Regions from separate parts of the Mus musculus genome. Here regions 1 and 2 are each linked to region 3. Evidence: chromatin contacts called from public HiChIP or PLAC-seq and promoter capture Hi-C data. All regions are on one chromosome and are shown on one strand. Each heading gives the region's core, a stretch centred on a gene start, on an enhancer-like site or on the middle of the called end of the contact. The rest is flanking DNA. Distances are from core to core; before and after follow the strand shown.

The links. HiChIP or PLAC-seq counts read pairs in DNA pulled down with a chosen protein or histone mark. Capture Hi-C pulls out chosen DNA fragments and counts their contacts.
Region 1: a promoter capture Hi-C map of adipose tissue shows a contact between it and region 3, with 3 times the contacts expected there. The contact joins the promoter of Elof1 here to the promoter of Zfp266 in region 3. A contact is called at or near these places in 1 of 39 promoter capture datasets (liver) and 1 of 9 other capture datasets (adipose tissue).
Region 2: an H3K27ac HiChIP or PLAC-seq map of thymic regulatory T cells shows a contact between it and region 3, with 8 times the contacts expected there. The contact joins the promoter of Pigyl here to the promoter of Zfp266 in region 3. A contact is called at or near these places in 1 of 39 promoter capture datasets (liver) and 1 of 115 datasets of contacts at active chromatin or transcription factors (thymic regulatory T cells).

What each region holds. Positions count from the first base shown.
Region 1 is chr9:22,115,823-22,118,590 of GRCm38.p6, reverse strand. Elof1 (ELF1 homolog, elongation factor 1) reads left to right here and starts at 1,396. Exons shown (of 3, transcript NM_001357311.1): 1 at 1,396-1,481.
Region 2 is chr9:22,155,382-22,158,099 of GRCm38.p6, reverse strand. It overlaps Pigyl (phosphatidylinositol glycan anchor biosynthesis, class Y-like), which reads right to left and starts at 1,254. Exons shown (of 2, transcript NM_001082532.1): 1 at 1,187-1,254; 2 at 1-368. The coding sequence starts at 105.
Region 3 is chr9:20,520,049-20,522,822 of GRCm38.p6, reverse strand. It overlaps Zfp266 (zinc finger protein 266), which reads left to right and starts at 1,404. Exons shown (of 9, transcript NM_001082485.1): 1 at 1,404-1,479; 2 at 1,704-1,803.

The DNA.
Region 1 (2,768 bases), core at 147-2,646, 1.6 Mb before region 3:
ACCATGCCCTTGAATTGTGAGCCAGAAGAAACTCGTCTTCTCTCACGCTGCAGGCAAGATATTTCATCAAGTCGGCAAGCTACAGGGTAACATGCATAGACTTATCCCACGTGCATTTGTGGTTTTGTTTTGTTTTTGTGAGCCTCCCACTGTTGCCAAGGTTAGCTTTGAATTATTCACATTAGCCCAGGCTGGTTAAGAACTAGCACAGATCTTGTTTCTGCCTTCTGAGTACTGGGATTTAAGTCCTGAACCACTACACTCCTGTGTGAGTAGATGCTGCCAACCAGAAATGGTCTTCAGAAAAGGCAGTTCCAAGGATGGCACTGCCCCCTATAGGGCATTCTCTTTAAAGCATGCGTAACAACGTGTGACACAGCTAAGCACTTTCCGTGTGTGTGTGTGTGTGTGTGTGTGTGTGTGTGTGTGTGTGTTAAGAATTGCCTTTACCCGCTGAGCCATCTTGCTGGTCAGAGCCTTTAATTAAGAAAAGAAGTATGTACTCAGCAGGTATATTTGTGAGGGTCTGCATGTGAAAGCCAGACCCTCACATCTCTCCATCTTACATATTGATGTAACGCAGTGTCTCTTGAACCCAGAACTCACCTCATCTGGCTAGTCACCGTGCCCTGGGGATCCTGTCTCCTGCAGGCTTGGATTACAGGCGGGTAACCAAGCCTACCTGGCTTTTCTGTAGATGCTAGGGATTCAAGCTCCTGTCTTCAAGCTTACCTGACAAGCGTGCTGGAGGCCCATATAAGGACCCTGGAAGAAGGAAGGCTCACTTTTCTTCGCCTGCTTGCATTTACTTGCCAGTACGTCTGTTGGAACCTATTTCTATTTCTTTACCAGCTAAACCAACTGGCCTCGTGGGACTGAGCGACGAACTACTAGATTCTTGGACTTCCCATTCACAGCTGACCATCGTTCGGGTAGTTGGACTACAGACTGTTAAGTCATCACAATAAATCCCCTCAATATAGAGACATTCCATAAGTTCTGTGACTGTAGAGAACTCTGACTAGTACAATGTATTTTGACCATTAAACCCCCTTACCCGTTCTCCTGTCTCACAATCCCGCTGATCCCCTCCCTCTCCCAACTCGTCTCTTCTAGGGCTAGGATATTGGAGTGAGCATGGAGGGTAGGGAAAATCTAGGGTTTCAAGGAGGTAAGACAAGTGAGACGAATCCAGGAAGATGATTACAGGTGAGGACCTTAACCAGGATGAGTACAGGTGGAGCCACCGCTCCTCGCGATCACGAACACCCCTAGGATTTTGCTTGTGATTGAGCAGGACTGTGGCGCATGCGCTGTAACAATTGCGCGGAGCCAGGTAGTTGGAGGCGGGGTCTACACGCGCATTTAATTGGTTAAGGAGTGGGCGGGAAACCCAAAGCGATATTTCCGTTTCCGTTAGGGGCCGGAAGTTAGCGTCTCCTGGGTGAAGCGGCCTTGGCTGAGAGGCAGGGCTGGTACAAGTAAGTGTAGGGTCTCGCGGGCGGGCGTTGGGCCGGGCGGACCGGCGCTCTTCTCTAGATCACCCGCAGGGCGTAGAGCTGAGGCCGGGGCATGGCTTTGAGGACGGCCTCGTGGGGAGCCTGACCCCTGGATCCCTGCAGCTGGGCGAGCGGGCGGCGCCACCGAAACCTGGGTGAGGCGGACGCCGTCGCTCTGCCCAGATCCCTTCCCGCCGTCCCGGTCGCCTCGGGACACCATGGCTCGTTCGCAGGCTGCGGTTTGCCGGTGGGATTCTGGGGCCCCACAGAGACAGATTCCGGGCAATTCACTGATTTGTTCAACAAGTAGTTATTAAGTGCCTAAGGTATACCAAGCACTGTGCGTCCTGGGGATACAGCAGTGACCAAGTGAAATCCTTCCTCAGAGATTGATGGGCAGGGTGGCAGACGCCGGAGGAGCTTTGAGGAGTTTTAAGGTGATCGTGAGTTTGTTTTGGATGCTGTGTGTGTGTGCGCGCGCGGGAGAGAGAGAGAGAGAGAGAGAGAGAGAGGCAGCCAACAACTTCACCTGCCAAGCCATCTCCCTTGCCCTATTTTGAAAGTGTTAGAAATCTTTTGTCCTACATTTTTCCCTATATGTGTAGTAGAATGTGTACAGAAGTTAATGGACAACTTGGGAAATACATCCTCGCTTTCCACCTTTACGTGGGTTAGGGTTCCAAATTCAGCTTTTCTGGCTTGGCAGCAGTGCCCATAGCAGCTGAGACAGGATCGACTAAGATGCCCCGCCTGCCCCGCCTGCGATTCCGTTGTAGCTAGCTGGTTGCCAGGGCCAGATGGGAGGGGATGCAAACACATCCACCTAGACAGTTGACAGCTGGGCTCGGCACCAGGCAACGCTTCACCGTGAGGGTTTGGCCTTTCCTTTTGTGTGTCTCACACTTTTGTCTCCGTTGCTCCGGGAGCTTCAGCCATTCGTTCTGAAGTAAAACGACGAGAAAACCCTTCATCTGGCTCAGACTCTTCCTGGCTGTCTTGTCATCAAAGCTGCCTTTTGTCATCTGGAATGACTCCAGAAGAGAAGGTCTTTCCTGATCTCTTTCACCCAAAGTAGCCCCAGCTCAGAGATTTGTATTTCGCTCTAATAGCCTCGTAGAAATAGGATTCATCCAGTTACAAGTTTTCTCAGGAGCCTGTCATCTGTAACTATTAGTACAGATATATTAAAGATTTATTTATTTTTATCTTTTGTGTCTGCCATATCTGGATCCAGGGTATCTGATATGTGACCTCAAAACCCACAGATTG
Region 2 (2,718 bases), core at 5-2,504, 1.6 Mb before region 3:
GGTGCAGCCCTCTGGGAAGCCTTCCTCCACGGAGGCGGAGTAGAGCAGGCCTGCCAGCGAGACCAGTGGGATGAGGACGGTCATGGTGGGCAGGGACCGGATCATCTTCCTCCCTTCTTAAAAGGTTAACTGTCTCAAGAAAACTCAGTTGTTTGAAAAGTTCTGTTCTCGTGCGGGTGCGCTCTTGTCTTATCTTCCCCTTGTCCCGACTCCTCATTCACCCAGGCATGCTTCCCAAGGGCACGCAGAAAGTCCAGGGGTCCCAGGCCGAAGGTGCCGGCTCCTCAGCCTCCGCGTCACACGCAGCGGTTACCAGCGACTGCAGACACCACCTGTGTCCCTCGCAGCGCAGGCGAGAGGTCTTTTAACTGTATGAGAAAAATGCAAGATGACAAGATGAAGGGCAGGCGACGGGAAGGGAGAGGAAAGGATGGGGAAGCAGCCAGTACCAGCACTGAGTAGGTTAGAGACAGGATTGCTGGAACCGGCAGGCTGGCCTCGAACGTTGTGATCCTCCTGCATCAGCCTCCCCAAGCCACCACATCCGGCTAGAAAGAAGCCTTTAAAAAAAGGAGTGTCCTCCAAAACTGCCTATAGTGACCCCCATCAGAGGTATCAGTATTGAGGAGGCAGTGACAAAAGAACGGCTGCCAGACCATGCTTAAAACACTACAAGTGTCATGAATTACTTTGGGAAGTAAGCAATTTGAAAAACAGAATGAAGGACAGGTGGACTGATAATGTTTTTGTGAACTGGGGAAGCGGAATGCGACCTACAAATCCGGGTTCGCTTCAGACATCTGAGTGAGGCTTTCTATACGAGGACTGGCTGGGAACCAGCACCAGAACCTGGGGCCAGGTCACGAGCCACCCGCGGTCAATGCACAGACCGAAGACAGCGCCATCCCTTGGGCGCAGTCGCCTCGGGGACCAGAAGGGGCAACGAGCCCGCTGCAGTCTCTGACCGACGGAGGGACAGAGCCGAGCCGAGCCGAGCCGAGCCGAAGAAAACCGAGCCGAGCCGAGCGGGGCAAGACAGGACAGGGGGAACCCGGCCGAACCGAAAACGAACCAGCCAGACAAACGGAGTCGGCGGCGTCCATGGCGCAGACGCCAAGCTGGCGCGAGTCCCGCCCCAGCCGGTTTCAACAGCTCCTCCGCTCGTATTTCGAGACCCTCAACTCACCGTTTGCAGGCCTGTAGGAGTCCGGTCCCTTCGGCGCCTGGCGGTGACAGTCACCGCCCCACGAAGGCGGGACAGCCCGGCCAGCCGCCCAATCAAATCCCTGCAGGGGCGGGGTGAGGAACCCAGATCCCGCGATGGAGCCGGTCCGCGCGTGCTCATTGGACAGTTCACCTTGCCTTCGCTCCCAGGCTCAGGCTCCGCCCCCGTGGTCTTGATTGACGGGTGAGGCCAGAAAGACTCTGAGAGCACCGGATAGCTAAGGATCCCATCGTCTCTGGCTGGGCGTCCCCTATGCTAGTCCTGCTGGAAGTAGGAGAGGAACGTATTTGCCACAGTTTATTCATGGCGCTCCAGAGCAGACAGTGGGGTCTTTCTGCACTGAAAAGCCTTCCCCACTTTTTTTTTTTGGTTTTTCGAGACAGCCCTGGCTGTCCTGGAACTCACTCTGTAGAACAGGCTGGCCTCGAACTCAGAAATCCACTTGCCTCTGCCTCTGCTGGGGTTAAAGGCGTGCACCACCATGCCCGGCTGCCTTCCCCACTTCTAATTGATAAACTTGAATCCTGAATCGCACCTGGCCTCAGCCACTATCATCTATCCTCTTAAGCAGCGGAAAGATGACTGATACATTATTTTACGTATGAATCGGTAAATGGCAAAATAATAGTTTGTGCTGATGAGATGGCTCAGCGAGTATAGGCGTTTCCTGCCAGGTCAGACTACCTGAGATCGACCTTCCGGTACCCACATGGTGGAGAACTATTTTCCTCTGACCTCCACACATGTATTGTGGCACACCTGAGTGTACTCCCGCAAAAAGTGCAAAATGAAGTTTTAAGAGAAAATGTAGCCAAGCACACTCCTAATCCTAGCACTCCTTAGGCAAAAGCTAGCGGATTTCTGTGAGTTCGAGACCAGCCTGGTCTACATAGCAAGTTCCAGGTCATCCGGACTACATAGTAAGACGATGAGTGTGTGTGCCTTGGGGTTGGGGGGAGGGACGGTGTTCGTAAATGCTGTCCACGGGGCCGGCCACTGCCTTGCCTAGTGAGGCAGTGTTATCTCTGATCCCAGCGTAAAGAAAAATGAGGCTGAGCTAGGATTCTGCACAGTACTGCACAGGAAGCTCCATCCCTTAATCTTCCCGCAAGCTAAAAGATCAGAAAGTTTTTCTTCTCAGAGGTAAGTAGTGGTATAGAGTCCGTGCAGCTTCTGTTGCAACCACAAGGTGGCAGGAGAGAGCTGAGGACAAACCATCCTATGGTTTACACAGAGCAAGTAACAAACATTTTTTAATTTAAAAATTTAAAATCGGAACAAAAAATAGCCAGCAAGATAGTTCAAGAGGTAAAGGCACTCACTACACACGCCTGTGAAAAGGCCAGTATTGGCGCAAGATACCCAAGACCAAGTTCTTAGCGTAGAGGGGTTTTGCCCCAAAGTTCAAAGGGCAGGGAATAAGAGCCAAAGACAGGAGATAGAGGATGAGGGAGAAGGGGGGTGGGGGGGGTCACAACAGACAGGATGATGAC
Region 3 (2,774 bases), core at 155-2,654:
TTCCTGCATGTATGTCTGGGCATTGCATGCTTGTCTCATGTCCATGGAGAACAAAAGAGGTATCAGGTATACTGGAAAAGGAGTTACAGACACTTGTAGGCTGCCATATGCGTACTGGGAACTGAACCAGGGTCCTTTGGAAGAGCAACAAAGGTTCTTAACCACTGAGCAATCTCTCCAGACCAACTTCTCCATTTCTTTAAAACATCTTTTGATCTCCCATTCATGGTCCCCTTTCTAGGTTCATGTCTTATATTCACAGTCACAGCCATATGAGACACACACACACACACACACACACACACACACACACACACACACAAAGCTAGTATCCATATAGGATCCATGTGAAACTATGAAGTAGTTTATAACTCTTTCTGGCCTTGAACTCACAGAGATCCACTTGTGTTTGCCTCCTGAGGGCTGTTAAAGGTGCATATCACTATGCCTGACCTAGTTTTACTCTGAATTATTCCAAAAATAGAAAACACCCAAGCTGTTAAACTGTCTCTAAAAATTAAGTCGTTTGGGCCAAAAAGCTGGCTCAGTGGGTGAAAGAGAAGCTGACTTCCATTGCTGAAACCCATGGTGATAACGGACGCCTGAAAGTTGTCCCCTGACCTCCATACATTGCCATGTACATGCCTGCTTACTCTGTTAAACCATGCACACACATACACACACCCCATTATCACGAAAAATCAGGAAAAGATGTTAGGAACTAAGCATTTTGGATACAGGGTTTCATGTATCCCAGACAGACTGGCCTTGAATTTACTATGTAGCCAAGGATGGCCTTGAACTTTGTCTTCTTCTCCCAAGCACCACTAGTACCATCTACGGTACTGGCGATGGATCCCAGGGCTTCGTGATGCTAGTCCGGGCTCTACTAACAGCCCTGGGTGGTGAAAACGTGATGGAATCAAGGACTGAGGTGTTAGCAGAGTCCAGAGACACACAAAGACAGGTCGACATAAAGGTGTCTGGAGACAGCACTAACTGAATGGACCAAACGGATCATTTTTCCTGGGTTGGCAGATTGTGCAACATGGCTAAGGGCATCGCGAGCGTGAGGGAGAGGCGGGAGAGAAAAGCTTTTGTCAGCAGCATCTCCACCGGGGCGTCCCCACACCCATCCTCGCCCCACCGGTCCGCCATCAACCGAGGCGCACCCCGGCCTGGTCCCGCCTCTCGCCCCGCCCCCGCACTGCTCCCCCTTCAAGGTCTCGCTTCTGATCTCGACCTCTCGGCTCTTTTCCTGTCTCAACGCCCCTTATGAACCCACCCGAAAAAGGGTGCAACTGTCGGGACGCTGGAACAAACAAGTTTTTCTCTCCAGCTTGGAGAGCTCCAACGTGGCTGAGAACTCCGAGCCGGAAATGGAAGTGACGTCACGGCCAGCCCCCCCTTTTCTCCGAGCTCTGAGTCCTTCTCGGCGTTTGTCCGAGGGCTCTCCACGCAGCGCTCGGTGAGGATTCGGTGAGGAGCTGCGGGGGCGGCGCGGGGAGGGCGAGGACTCGGTAGGCCTGTGCGGGGAGGCGGGCCGAGCTCTGCTCGCGGGGTCCCGCGGCTTCCCGGGCTCTGCAGCCTTCCCGGGTGCCGCGGCCCGAGTGCGCATCCCGACTCAGCCCTGAGCTGTTTGCACCCACCTTTCTTCTAAAGCCGGTGTAAAGTAACCTTCGTGGAATTATTTTCCTCCCCAGAAAGAATAGACTTTTCGCCATTGGTATCACATTGAGACGCTGCATTTTCCATTCTTGGACCGGGCGATTCTGTTTGGGGGAGCCGAGCTTTGGCTGAAAGGTGGGTGAGGGCAGCCTTTTCCTCTTGTTTTTCTTTTTGTGTGTGTATGGAAAGGAATGCTTTATCCGATTATTTCGCTTTCGTGGGACCTATGTTTACCTGAGACACATTGCATTCTGATTTTTTTAAAAAGGCAACTTCGTTGTAGACTTTCGCAGAGTGCATTTATCTGTATATAAATATAAACGTACAAAGACCCGGGTCTTTGTGTTGAAGAAAAGTAAGGATAACAAGTTACTCTTGATTTGATGCTGGGGCCGCAACTCAGAGCCTCATGATGCTAAGCACTCTCCTGCTGAGCTACACCCTAGCCCAAATAGTTAGCTATTGTCTGAATGTTGTAGGCCTGTGCCTCCTTGCAGACTTTAAAAAATGGAGGCTTTGTTAGGTTAGTACTGATTAAACTGGTTGGTTTTTCAAGGAAAATTAAAATACAGTTTATGTTGAACTATTTGAGAATAGGTTGGGAATTTCAGGCATGATTTTTTTACATAACGGGGTAATACATTTTCTAAAAAAAAAAAAAAAGAAGATACTGACCCAGTAAGACCGTAAATACTGATCTTTCAGCCAAGATAATAAAAAATTAATATTATCTAATATCTTCTTTGTGTGAAATCAGAATTCTTCATTGTTATAAGTTTTTGGGTGTTTTTGCATCTAAGATCTTTTCAAAGTTTCTTTGTTTTTCTAATAGTGGGAATTGAATCTAGGGCTTTGTGCATGTTTAGTAAGCTCTCTTACTGAGCTATAAACCAAGACCTCTTTAAGGCATTTTTGCTGTTATTTAATCTATTTTAAGTTGTTATCTGTTTATGTGTGGGGTGTGGGTTTCTGCCTTGAGTGCAGTGCCCCTGGATGTCACAAAGGGCCTTGGCTCCCTACAGCTGCGTTACAGGAGGTTGTGAGCCACCTGGTGCGGTGCCGGTGTGGTGCTGGGAACCAGATCTCTGGTTCTGGAAGAGCCGTAT